Linked DNA regions of Gossypium hirsutum: all the other regions are linked to region 2. The links are chromatin contacts, called in public Hi-C maps. All regions are on one chromosome and are shown on one strand. Each heading gives the region's core, a stretch centred on a gene start, on an enhancer-like site or on the middle of the called end of the contact. The rest is flanking DNA. Distances are from core to core; before and after follow the strand shown.

Region 1 (3,928 bases), core at 1,361-3,860, 230 kb before region 2:
ATTGTGTTAAAATCTGAAACCTAAAAATTATTGGTATAAGCCAACAATCATGTCAAGCAAACATTGATCGGGTATTTCCATGTACAAAAGAATGCATGGGACAGCAAATTTGATACACAATATGACCACTAAACTAGCTAAAAACAAAGGCATTGCCCCCGAATTCAATCCCGATACTGATTTCATTCCAAATCGACTTCTTTCTTACGATTCTATTTTTCTTTCATATATCATATCAGTTAGTGCATGGCCTCCATTAAAAGCATCAGCCATGAGTGTGAATAGAAACTTCAGAAAATGCAACAGATTTTACCTTCTGTAGTTGCGTTATGTTCTCTGCCCTTCTTTTAACAGTAAACATGCTGCGGGTTGTCGATTATTGTTTCCCAAAATCTGCTCTGTTATTTACAGTATGCCTCTCATTCACTGCATTCTGCATTCTTGCTTGTGATGCATTACTGTTGACGTGTTGTGGCTGCTTGTTTTGGCAGCTGGTATGTTGTGATTATGTTTTCCCTCGTAAGTTGTTATAACAGCTTTGGGATCTGTCGCAGCTCTCTCAACATGCTTACGGACATTGCATCCCAGGGTTGTACATTTATAGTAGCTTCTGCAGAACCCAAAAGTGCATCAGCAATGCTCAAGATATTTTATATATAGACATTAATAGCAAAAGCATTCAACATAGAGGTATTACCTTGGATAAGGATTGCCTTTGACAACTTTCTGTCCGTACTTGCGCCACCTATAGCCATCATCCAAGAGATCAACTTCGCTTGTTGTCTGCACAATAATTCTAGGTTCCGTAACAGTCCGATGTGAAGAAGCTGGCTCTGAGACCCTGATTTCTGTACTTCTGCATATAAAGAAAGAAACTTCGTTGAATATAGAGCATCCCATTGCTAGTTCAACAGAGCACATAATACGAATATATAACTTTTTACACACCGTCTTTTGGGATCAGGTTCGTCTTCATCTTTTTCATCTACACCAACTTCGTTCTCACCTGCTTCCTCACTGTCACTCATGCCAGAAATATGTTCAGCAGTAGCTTGGCTAGATTCTTGGTCCTTCTTGGACATCAATATGTTCGAGCTGCCACTCTGAAGTTGGGAAGCTGATTCGGAATTCCCCTGATTACCCGGATTTCCATTTAAGCTTCCAGTATCTTTGGCACGCTTATTTGGCGGCGGAGGTTGATGGTTATGCTGCCCCTTGTAGATGATTTCGGTCACTTGGCCATCTATTGATCTCTCAACCTTCTTCTTCACCGGACAACCTGGACTAGTGCACTTATAATAACTTCTCGGAAACTCACTCCCTTTTACCTGTTTCTGCCCGTATTTTCGCCAGTTATACCCATCATCAGCAGGCTTATCGACAATCAATGAAGCAGGTTGGGATCTATGATCCGATTGGCATGCATCCGATGGCTCATTCACAGTAACAGTCGAGCTGTGCAAAGATATCGGCATCTGCTGGTTCGTAGTCATATCAGCAGTAAAAGCTGAAACCGGTGCCAAAGACGCAGCAGCTGTTGAGGAACATTGCGCTTGGGCAGCCTGCGCGGTGACCTGCGCTAGTGCCTGCTGGTGCGTCATGCCGAAAGGTCCCTGTAGGTTGAGGAAATTGGTTCATTATAGAAGAATGCCGCCATGGTTTCTAGGCTTCGAGTTCAATACGCAAGCAAAATAGATTCCAAATCCGACATTGCATAAAAAAAAAACAATAAATCCTAAAACCTTTAACTCCCCACTTAATTGGAATTAACACAATTGTTCATTGTCCCAAACAATGGTAAAGCAATCAATTTCAACAATAAATCGTAAATTAATGATTTTTTTTAAAAAAAAAGTTGTTCATTTCTTAACAAATTAAGCTTAGAAAATTTACCTGGGCAATAGGTGAAAACACGCTAAACCCAGGAGACTCCAACAAGCTCGCCGGGCTCAACCCAGTCGCCAGCGTAAACATTGGCGGCGGTTGCGCTATCACCAAACCGGCCGGTTTATTCTGCCTAAACCGTAACCCTGTGTCGTCACCTCCACCGCCAGAACCGGTTACACCACCCTGCCCTTCTGTGGTAGTAAGAGGAGAAAAATTGGGTATCTTCCCAGCAGCGGGCGAGGCCATGGCACCGGCCAGTAATTGAGAAAAGGACTTTAACTCGTCGGAGTCGGGAAATAAATTGGAAACAAGCGTCATGGGACCTGGACTAAAACCCATCATGCCAAGCCCACCGTTGAACAAGGCGTCAGTACAAAGCCGTGGTGGGGGAGTAATCGTCGGCCGTGAAACCGCCACCGTTTTCGATGGCTGAGATGATGGCTTCTGCTCTTGGCTTTCACCCATTATAACTCCAAGCAAAAACCAAAATGAAGAAAAAGAAGAAAGAAATTAGCTTATTAGTTTTTGGGAGTATGGATCTGAAACAAGAAACAAGAAAAAAGTGAGTGAAACAAAAAAGTCGACGCCGCAAATACGAAAAAGCTCTTCTTCTTTTTTATTTTCAGTTCTCTTGTCTTTCTTTCTTCCGGGACTTGAACCGTGTCTTTTCTTCTTTTCTTTTCTTTTTTTTTTTTCTGTGTTTTCGTAAGATGTCTAATAGCGCCAACAGATATTGCCGATTTGTCCAAACAAATTTACTTTTATGTCCCCGACGACTTTTGTAACCACGGTTACGCCACTGAGATGACGGTGTAATAGTGAGAGGTCTCACACTTGGGCGGATCTTGATGTAATTTCAAATTTTTATATCATTTCCAGTTTTAAAATTTTAGATTATCATTGATTTAAATTTGAATCATTTTGGGCAACACACATTATGCTCAATTTACTCCATTTTTATTTTAATTCCAGATGTTAATCAAATAAAAATTATTTTCTAATTTCTTTTTAAATATTTTTGCATACTAAACTAGTTTGGTGGCGGATGGTGGATCTCACATTTTTGCTTAGCTAAAGAAGGAAAACGTAAAAGTTAGTTGGTCAGTGGGTTAGTCTTTTAGAGTCCTGCAATTACGACTCAAATATATTCTATATTATCTATCAACTTGGTCTTACCTTATATAATTAAAATAATTTTATATTATTTAAGGATAATTTAATTCTTTTATTTAAAAATTTTAATAAAAATATATATTAGAATTTGAACTCAAGCAAAGTAAATTAGAAAAATTATTAATTTACCATTCAACTCAAATTTTATTTTAATATTTTTTTTTTACATTTTAATTTTTATTATGTACATTTTATTAGTTCTATCAATTATATATATTATTTATTAAGTGTTTTACTAAGTTAATATTACCCTCAACCAAATCACCAACTTGATTAGGAAAATTATAGAAACCACTTCTATAATTAAAATAAGTTATACTATTTAAAAATATTTTAATTTGTTCATTTTTAAAAAAATAAATCAATAAAAATATACAAAGATTTGAACCCAAACCAATTAGGTTACAAGAACATTTAATTTCTCACTAAACTAAAATTTTATTTTAGTATTTTTATACATTTTATTTTTTATTATACACGTTTTATTACCTCCATCAATTGTATATATTAATGTATTTGATTAATAAAAATATTATTAAAAATAATTTTAATCTATTTTTTTATTTTAGCATTGTATATATTTTATATGTTATTATTAATTAATTTGAATTATTATTCTTTACAATCCAGGTGTTTTGATTGCAATTTGGAAGGTGGCAAAACATTATTATTATTAATTATATATATGAGAAACAGTTGAATTGATTGATATCCCGAATGGCATCACCAACCTCAATTTTAAAGGAAGAAGAAAGAGATTGTGCAGTTCAGGTTTGGCCACATATCCAACACGTTACATCCTTGGAGAAATGAGAGGACAAACTTTAATTTTCATCTACAATTTGGGCTCTACCAATACCACTTGAAT
Region 2 (3,471 bases), core at 399-2,898:
AACTTTTAAAAAATATTTTATACCTGTTTTAGCTTTTAATTTTATATTTTCTCAAATCACCCTAAAATGGATAAAAAAATTAACATTTTTTTTACTTTGTTGATGTGACATACACGTAAATTGCTACATGGATGACATGTCAACATTTAATTAAATTTTTAAAATTTTAAAATATAAAAAAATATATTTAGAAATTAAAAATCATTGAAATTATTTTAAAAGTATAAGAATTTTTTATAATTAATTAAATGCTGACATACCATCGATGTGATAATTTATATATATTACGTTAGTAAAGTTAACAAATATAATTTTTTTTATCTATTTTAAAGCAATTTGATAAAAAAATATAAATTTAATGATTAAAATATATTTTTCTGGTTGGTAAAGTTGGAAGAAGTATGTTTATGTTCTTCCCTATTGTCATTAAAAAAAACGAAAGTAGCCACAAATTAGCCTTTTTGGTATTGTTTTAAAAGAACAAAGGATCCCACCAATCAAAATCAACCACACAATTATGTCACTGCATGCAATGGAATAAATAATTAAAGGGAAGTAAAATGGTAAATGTGTCAGATTCTGAAGGGCATTTATGACTGCAAATGTTTTCTTCCTAAAAACCTACCTCATCCTTAATCAGACAGTTGGGATTTTCAGACAGTATCAGTGGGGCCCACTTGTTGTCTGCTGGTTTTAGCCATTTAAAATTCTGCTTAATTTCCCAAATCTTCATTGTAATTAACGCTACTTATTTTACTATTTTTTTTCTTTTTGGTTCAACGCTATTTATTTTACTATTTTCTTTTATGCTTCAACGCTACTTGATTTACTGTTTTGCCCTTTTCAGTTGGAGACTTTTTACTTGTTTTGTTTTTTTGGTAGATACGCTACTTTAGAGATTTGAGGGATTTATAAGTAATTTAAATTATATAAAATATAAATAATATTAGATTTATTCAATATTTGGATTTGTACTTATTTTATTTAAAGATATATAAAAGTATGAAAATAGATGGTGTCATTCATACGCAAATTTAAGGTTGAAAGAGGTCTAACTCTCTAAAATAAAAAAATTGTTATTTAATTTATTTAAAAAATTTTAAATTAGTAAAGATAAAATTACACTTTAATCTTCTTAAAATTATAAAAAATTAATCTAATTATTTAAAAATTATAAAAATATAAATTATTAAAAATTAAAATTTTATTTTGACTTTTTTTTAGTGTCATTATAATAATATTTAAAAGAAAGAATTTTTTTGTAACATCATAACTGAGTTGACAGCTTGATTAAAAGTATCATCAATTTAATAAAATGCTTATAGATAAATAAATAATAGCTATTTTTTTATAAATTATTATATTTCAAAATAATATTATTATGAAATAAAAAATATGATGCACATGAAAAATAAAGGTTGGGGGAATATTTTTTATTCTTATTTTGAAGTCCGACTAGACTTTGGATTATATGCAGTCTAACATGATTTTCAAATATCAAGAATGTTGTCCAATTAATTACGATGGAAGCCAGAGATTTTTTATAAAAGATTAGGATTGAATTATAAAATTTTAAAAGATTAAAATGGTTAAAATAGGGTAAATCTTTATTTAAAAATTATTGAGAAATAAAGGGAGAAGCAAAGAATAAAAGGAGACCGGATGTTGACAAATTTCATGTCACTGTTCTTAGAAGTTCGTTTGTTTGTGTGAAGATTTCTTATCCCCAATCTCTCTCTAGCACCACCCCAAAGCATTCAACTTTTCAATTATTTTCTTTTTGCCTTTTCTCTCTCTAGAATCCAAAAATAAAAATTATAACTTCAACAACATTCTTCTTTTTCTTTAAGAGAGAGAGAGAGAGTGGCCCAGTAGATTGAAATCTTCATCTCTTCTCTTTTCTTTTTTCTTTCAATATGATGATGATCTAACCTCCTTTGATGATTTTACAGAACACCCACTTTTTTTTTTCAGCTGAAGTTTATTACTGTAAATTTTTTTTTTTGGGTTGTTGGAAAAGCTTTAATCTTTTGTTGATACTCTGGGAAGTTTGGGAGCTTTGGAATTATGTATGACGGGAAAATATAGCAGCTAAATCCATGGGAGAATCTTGAAGGTGATGTGATTAGAGGATGTGGGTCCGAGGTAAATTTTTTCTTCCTTTTTCATTTTCTGGTAATTTGAGTCATAGATTTCTTTTATTTATTATCTTATGATTTGGTTAATTTTTTTCCCTTTTTTTTTAATTTCTCTAGTGTGATAAATTTCGGGATTATTGTAGTTTTGTAATTGAGTGAATTAAAAAAAAATTGATTGTAAGCTTTTTATTTCTTCATCTATTTATGATTTTTTAAAAAATATATATATATATATTTAGCTTGTTCTATGTGTTCTGTTTGTGGTTTCTGGATTGGGGTTGATTGTAATTTTGATTAGATTAGATGGATGACCTTAAATTTTGTAGTCATATGTTGAGCTATTAATATTTGATAATATGCCTGCGATCTAATCTATTAACTTTGCTTACTAATTTAGCATCTTAATTTCCCCTTTCTTCATAAATTCCATAGCATTTTGCTTTATTGATCATACAGTTCCTAACTTTTCTCCTTTAGCAGCACCATTTTTTTTCTGAAAGATTTTGTCTTTATCTGGGAATCTTAAAACATGGATGAAGTGAGTGTGGTAATTCATTTATGATTTTCTAGCTTACATTTTAATTTAAATCTTTTGCGTTTGCTTTTGATGGCATTAATTATGAATTTAGGATTATGTCACTTTTGTCATAGTATTGAAAGTAATTAGTTTTTGGAGTACCAAAGGAAGCTGTTTGATGAATCCTTGTTTTAATGGCTGTATTTACAATGGGACTACTATTGCAGCATGCATCATTTGAAAGTGGGGATAAGCTCAATGAGGGTGTTTTATTTCTTAATAGTATGATTCATCGTATGTCAAATTAATTAGACTTGTTTATTGATTTCAGGAATGGGAACAAAAGTTCAGTCGAAAAGCTATTTGCCAGGATTTTACTCAATGAGGGATTTCAACGAGGACTCTAATGGTTGTAGCTGGCCACTTTATTGCGGGGATAAAACCTTGACAAGCGGTCAGTACTACAATAGCTTTTTCCCGAGGGCCATTGCAGATGTGTATCCTGAGTATGATAAGGACCGATTGAAGAGAACAATGCTTGAGCACGAGGCTATATTTCATAATCAGGTAATAAGGTCTCAGCTGATTGCATGCCCATATTTATTGGTATTGTTTATATGGCCCTGTTTTAATGAAGTCTAGCTTCGCTAGTTTCACTTCGTTTTGTCAATATTTATGTCTGAGTCCACTGTCTTTATCCAGGTTTCCGAGCTTCATCGCCTGTACAGAATACAAAGGGACTTGATGGATGAAGTGAAAAAGAAAGAATTACAAAAAGATCAGGTTCCTACTGGACCATCATTATCATCAAGCTTG
Region 3 (3,670 bases), core at 35-2,534, 210 kb before region 2:
AATAAATAATAATTACATAAAAAGTCTTAAAAATAAGAAAATGATTTTTAATATTAATTAAGTAAAAAAAACAAATAATAATTATAAAAAATTAGAAAACGATCACATATGTTTTGCCATATCATTTCAGTATTTAATATTTTTTATAACTAATTAAGTAAACAACAAATAAATGAATAATAATTAAAAAGAAAAAAAGCCACAACACATCTAGCTATTACCTTTCTTTCCAACACAAAATCTCCAAAATCCTCAACTGCCAATCTCTTTTTTCTTTTTTCAACACAAACAAGAAGGGGACCATGTGGGCTTATATATATATATAGGGCTAAGGGAAAAAATGGAGAAATGGGGGGCCAATTTTGGGGTTGAGAAGTAGAAAAATAGAGCACCTCGTGACTCTGGTCACGTTTGTCATAGGTAGTCAGATCGGTGTCGCCTGACTGTTAGATCAAACAATTACGGGGTGCTCCATCTTTCTACTTCTCAGCCTCGATTCTCTCCTCTGTTTCTGATGACCAGTCATAAATTTAATTTTTGTTTCAATAGTGGTGCCACTTGACAAAAGCCCTCCACCTCTTAAAATTATTTTTTCAACTAGTATACGACTTGTATTGTAGTCGGTTCTACTTCATACCGGTGCCGTCGTATAGGGTGACATCACCAATAAAAAAATAAATTTTTTTTATTCTACTATGGTCTAATGATGGCCAATTGATGATGGGAAAAAAAATAATGGTGCCGCCACCTTATAAAGCACCACCCATGATCACTATTGCAAATAGACCATTTTAATAAATAAACTCATGAGCATATCATTTAAGGGATTAAATAATTTTTTTTGTATTATTCAAATAAAAAAAATTTATGAATAATTTAGAATAAAATACTCAATCTCATATTTTAAACTTGTCAATAGATGTTAAGTGATTTTGGAATAAAATATAACATTAAGCTAAATTAAAATAGAAAGAATAAATGTTAAGTATGATATAAAGATTAAAAGAGTAGGGAGTCATTACTATTTGTCAAGTTTTATATATTTTTATTTTTTTAATTAATATTTTAATCATCAAATCATCATATATTATATTAAAGGTACTTTATAATTTTAAAAGAAATTATTTTATGTAAAAGATTCAATCATTCGGTAAATATATTAATATATATAATATTTTAGATTAATGAAATGAAGTAGGTATGAAAAGTAGAATTATATTAATAAAATTAATATTAAAATTATTAAAATATTAATTATATATATATATAAAAAAAACCTTAGTGGATTGCTCCTCTCTATTTGAGTTTAATTTTCTTTTATGATGACTGGATTGAAGCCGGTTGAATCGTTATCCCACCTGATTTGGTTCAGCGAATCAAAGTCTGCAGCTTGAGAGAATCATTTAACTCTTAGAGTGTCTTGTTTGACCCTACACTGAACAGCATCGTAGATTCGGTCATAACATTAACACCAGTGTAAGAAAAATAGCAACATCAACTCAGAGCGTCGTCAAACAATCCCAAAATGGAAGAAACCAACCTTAACCAAACAATCCGTTGCATCGTCAAACTTGGTCTTTCTCTTTCTCTCAAAGTTCCAAACTTCAACATGTCTTTTTCCACCTCTTCAATTTTCTCTTTTTCTTTTTTGGGTTTAAAACAGGAGGAGCAGCAATTACTTGTAAAAATGAGCTAGAGAAGATCAATGAAGAGAATCTGGAAACAGTTTCGTCCCATTTGAGACAAGCAATGAATCTGGGTTCTTGCTCAACGCAAGTTGTGGGGATGGATTGGAGTAAAAGAGATGCGGTTTCGGATATTTCTTCTAGTTTATGTGATTTTGGTGATCAGTGTCAGTTCAACGTTGATTTCAGCAGATTTGTTGTCGTTCATGGTGCAGGTGAGCTTTGATTATGTTTTTAATTTCTGGGTTTTCTTTTGTGATAATTGGTCCCCTTTCGATATTTGATGTAGAAAGAAATGGAATTACTGATTTACGTTTTCCATTTGTAGGTTCATTTGGGCATTTTCAGGCGAGCAAATCTGGGGTTCATAAAGGGGGATTGAATCAACCTCTTGTCAAGGCTGGTTTCGTTGCAACTCGAATTTCTGTAAGATATGGCGATTGAAGTTTTTAAGTATATAGAAAAACATTCCATTTGAATTTTGCTTTGGTTTATCAATCATGGTTTATGCAATCCATTGATTTGCTTATGAAAAAAAATCGACTACTAAGCAAAACTGCAATTGAAGCTTCACTTAGTTCATTTGTAGCACTTGCAGTGATCTTACAGATTATTGAGGAAAATAAACCCCTTTTCGCATTTGGTACTTAATGTTTTTCGGTGTGGTTTCTTTCCAGGTCACGACTCTTAATCTTGAAATTGTTCGAGCACTAGCCAGAGGTATCGATCTCTAATTTGTTAAGACTAACAGATGTAGCTGACAATATTCATTCAATGTGCTAGATCTATTTGTGTTCCGTGTTGCTGCTTCAATTGTGAGATTAGCCTTGATTATTTCTAATTTTCAAAATAGAACTTATTTCAATGCGTTTGAGTTTACACATATAGAATGTTAGATTTTGTCTTAAGAATACCAGAATTTCAGGAAACACAGACTGTTAATTCGTTTAAGTTATCATTTGTCATTGTGCAACTTTTGTTGAATACTCTATGCGTACGGGGATCATCATTGTAGAGAATACGACAAATGTATTTAGACTAAACTATTCATCAAACTTCTATGTTAGTTTTTGTATCACACTTATTTTGTGAGCTGAAATTTCTGCCTTTGAATGCTTGCAATTTTCTGCTTTTCCGGCCTCATTTTCTGCACTCTGTTCCTCGAAACGACCAAGATGTCAGTAAACCAAGTTTTTTGCTGTTCTTGCAGAGGGTATTCCTTCTATCGGAATGTCTCCGTATTCATGTGGATGGTCAACCTCCGAAAGAAATGTTAGAAGCATCTAAAGAGTTGTTTGTTAGATTACAAATCAACATCAATTAAGGAGCCAATTTCCTCTTCCTTTTATGTTTTCTATAACCTTTAACCCATATGTTTCTTCAGGTAGCTTCTGCTGATTTGTCAGGAGTAGCCAAAGCGATTGACTCAGGCTTTATCCCTGTAAGTTTGTTCGAATTCCATAATTTGTTGATAGAGCAGGTTCAATACCTGACAATGCAGCATCTATCGAATTATGACCTTGTTGTACTTTTCCTATAAATTGTCTAATATCGTTTTATTTTATTACGTTTTTATAGGTTTTACACGGAGATGCAGTACTTGATGAGCGCCTGGTATGATATCTTTAACCATTTACAAATTTAGGATTTTGTTATTTCTCATATTGGACCTATATGATAACTTGTAAAATCAGGGATGCACCATTTTGAGCGGAGATGTTATCATCCGTCATCTTGCGGAACACCTGAGGCCGGAATATGTCGTCTTTCTTGTATCCTTCAGCCGTCTAGTGAATTCCATTGATCTCTTGTTACATGCTCCTAAAATCGGTTTATTCACACTGCATTGTACATGTTTAACATTGTTCCATGCTTGTTTTCCAATTAATGTGATATATAAGACTGATGTTTCGGGTGTATATGACCGACCACCAACCGATCCAAATGCTGTTCTCTTAAGAGAAATAGGTGAGCCACTTGCTATT

Evidence for each region. Hi-C and Micro-C count contacts between places; a contact is called where the count stands out from the background.
Region 1: a Hi-C map of leaf shows a contact between it and region 2, with 1.8 times the contacts expected there. The contact joins the promoter of LOC107893868 here to the promoter of LOC107894203 in region 2. A contact is called at or near these places in 2 of 34 Hi-C or Micro-C datasets (both in leaf).
Region 3: a contact with region 2 is called in a Hi-C map of leaf, with 2.7 times the contacts expected there. The contact joins the promoter of LOC107893867 here to the promoter of LOC107894203 in region 2. A contact is called at or near these places in 5 of 34 Hi-C or Micro-C datasets (callus, cotyledon and leaf).

What each region holds. Positions count from the first base shown.
Region 1 is chrA13:32,926,709-32,930,636 of Gossypium_hirsutum_v2.1, reverse strand. LOC107893868 (probable WRKY transcription factor 4) reads right to left here and starts at 2,610. Exons shown (of 6, transcript XM_016819009.2): 1 at 1,894-2,610; 2 at 949-1,613; 3 at 698-856; 4 at 468-610; 5 at 392-465; 6 at 15-390. The coding sequence starts at 2,352. The coding sequence ends at 328.
Region 2 is chrA13:32,693,645-32,697,115 of Gossypium_hirsutum_v2.1, reverse strand. It overlaps LOC107894203, which reads left to right and starts at 1,648. Exons shown (of 5, transcript XM_041086012.1): 1 at 1,648-2,145; 2 at 2,987-3,222; 3 at 3,358-3,471. The coding sequence starts at 2,133.
Region 3 is chrA13:32,906,206-32,909,875 of Gossypium_hirsutum_v2.1, reverse strand. It overlaps LOC107893867 (isopentenyl phosphate kinase), which reads left to right and starts at 1,284. Exons shown (of 12, transcript XM_016819008.2): 1 at 1,284-1,574; 2 at 1,664-1,900; 3 at 2,014-2,111; 4 at 2,363-2,405; 5 at 2,896-2,957; 6 at 3,070-3,126; 7 at 3,264-3,299; 8 at 3,380-3,457; 9 at 3,587-3,653. The coding sequence starts at 1,526.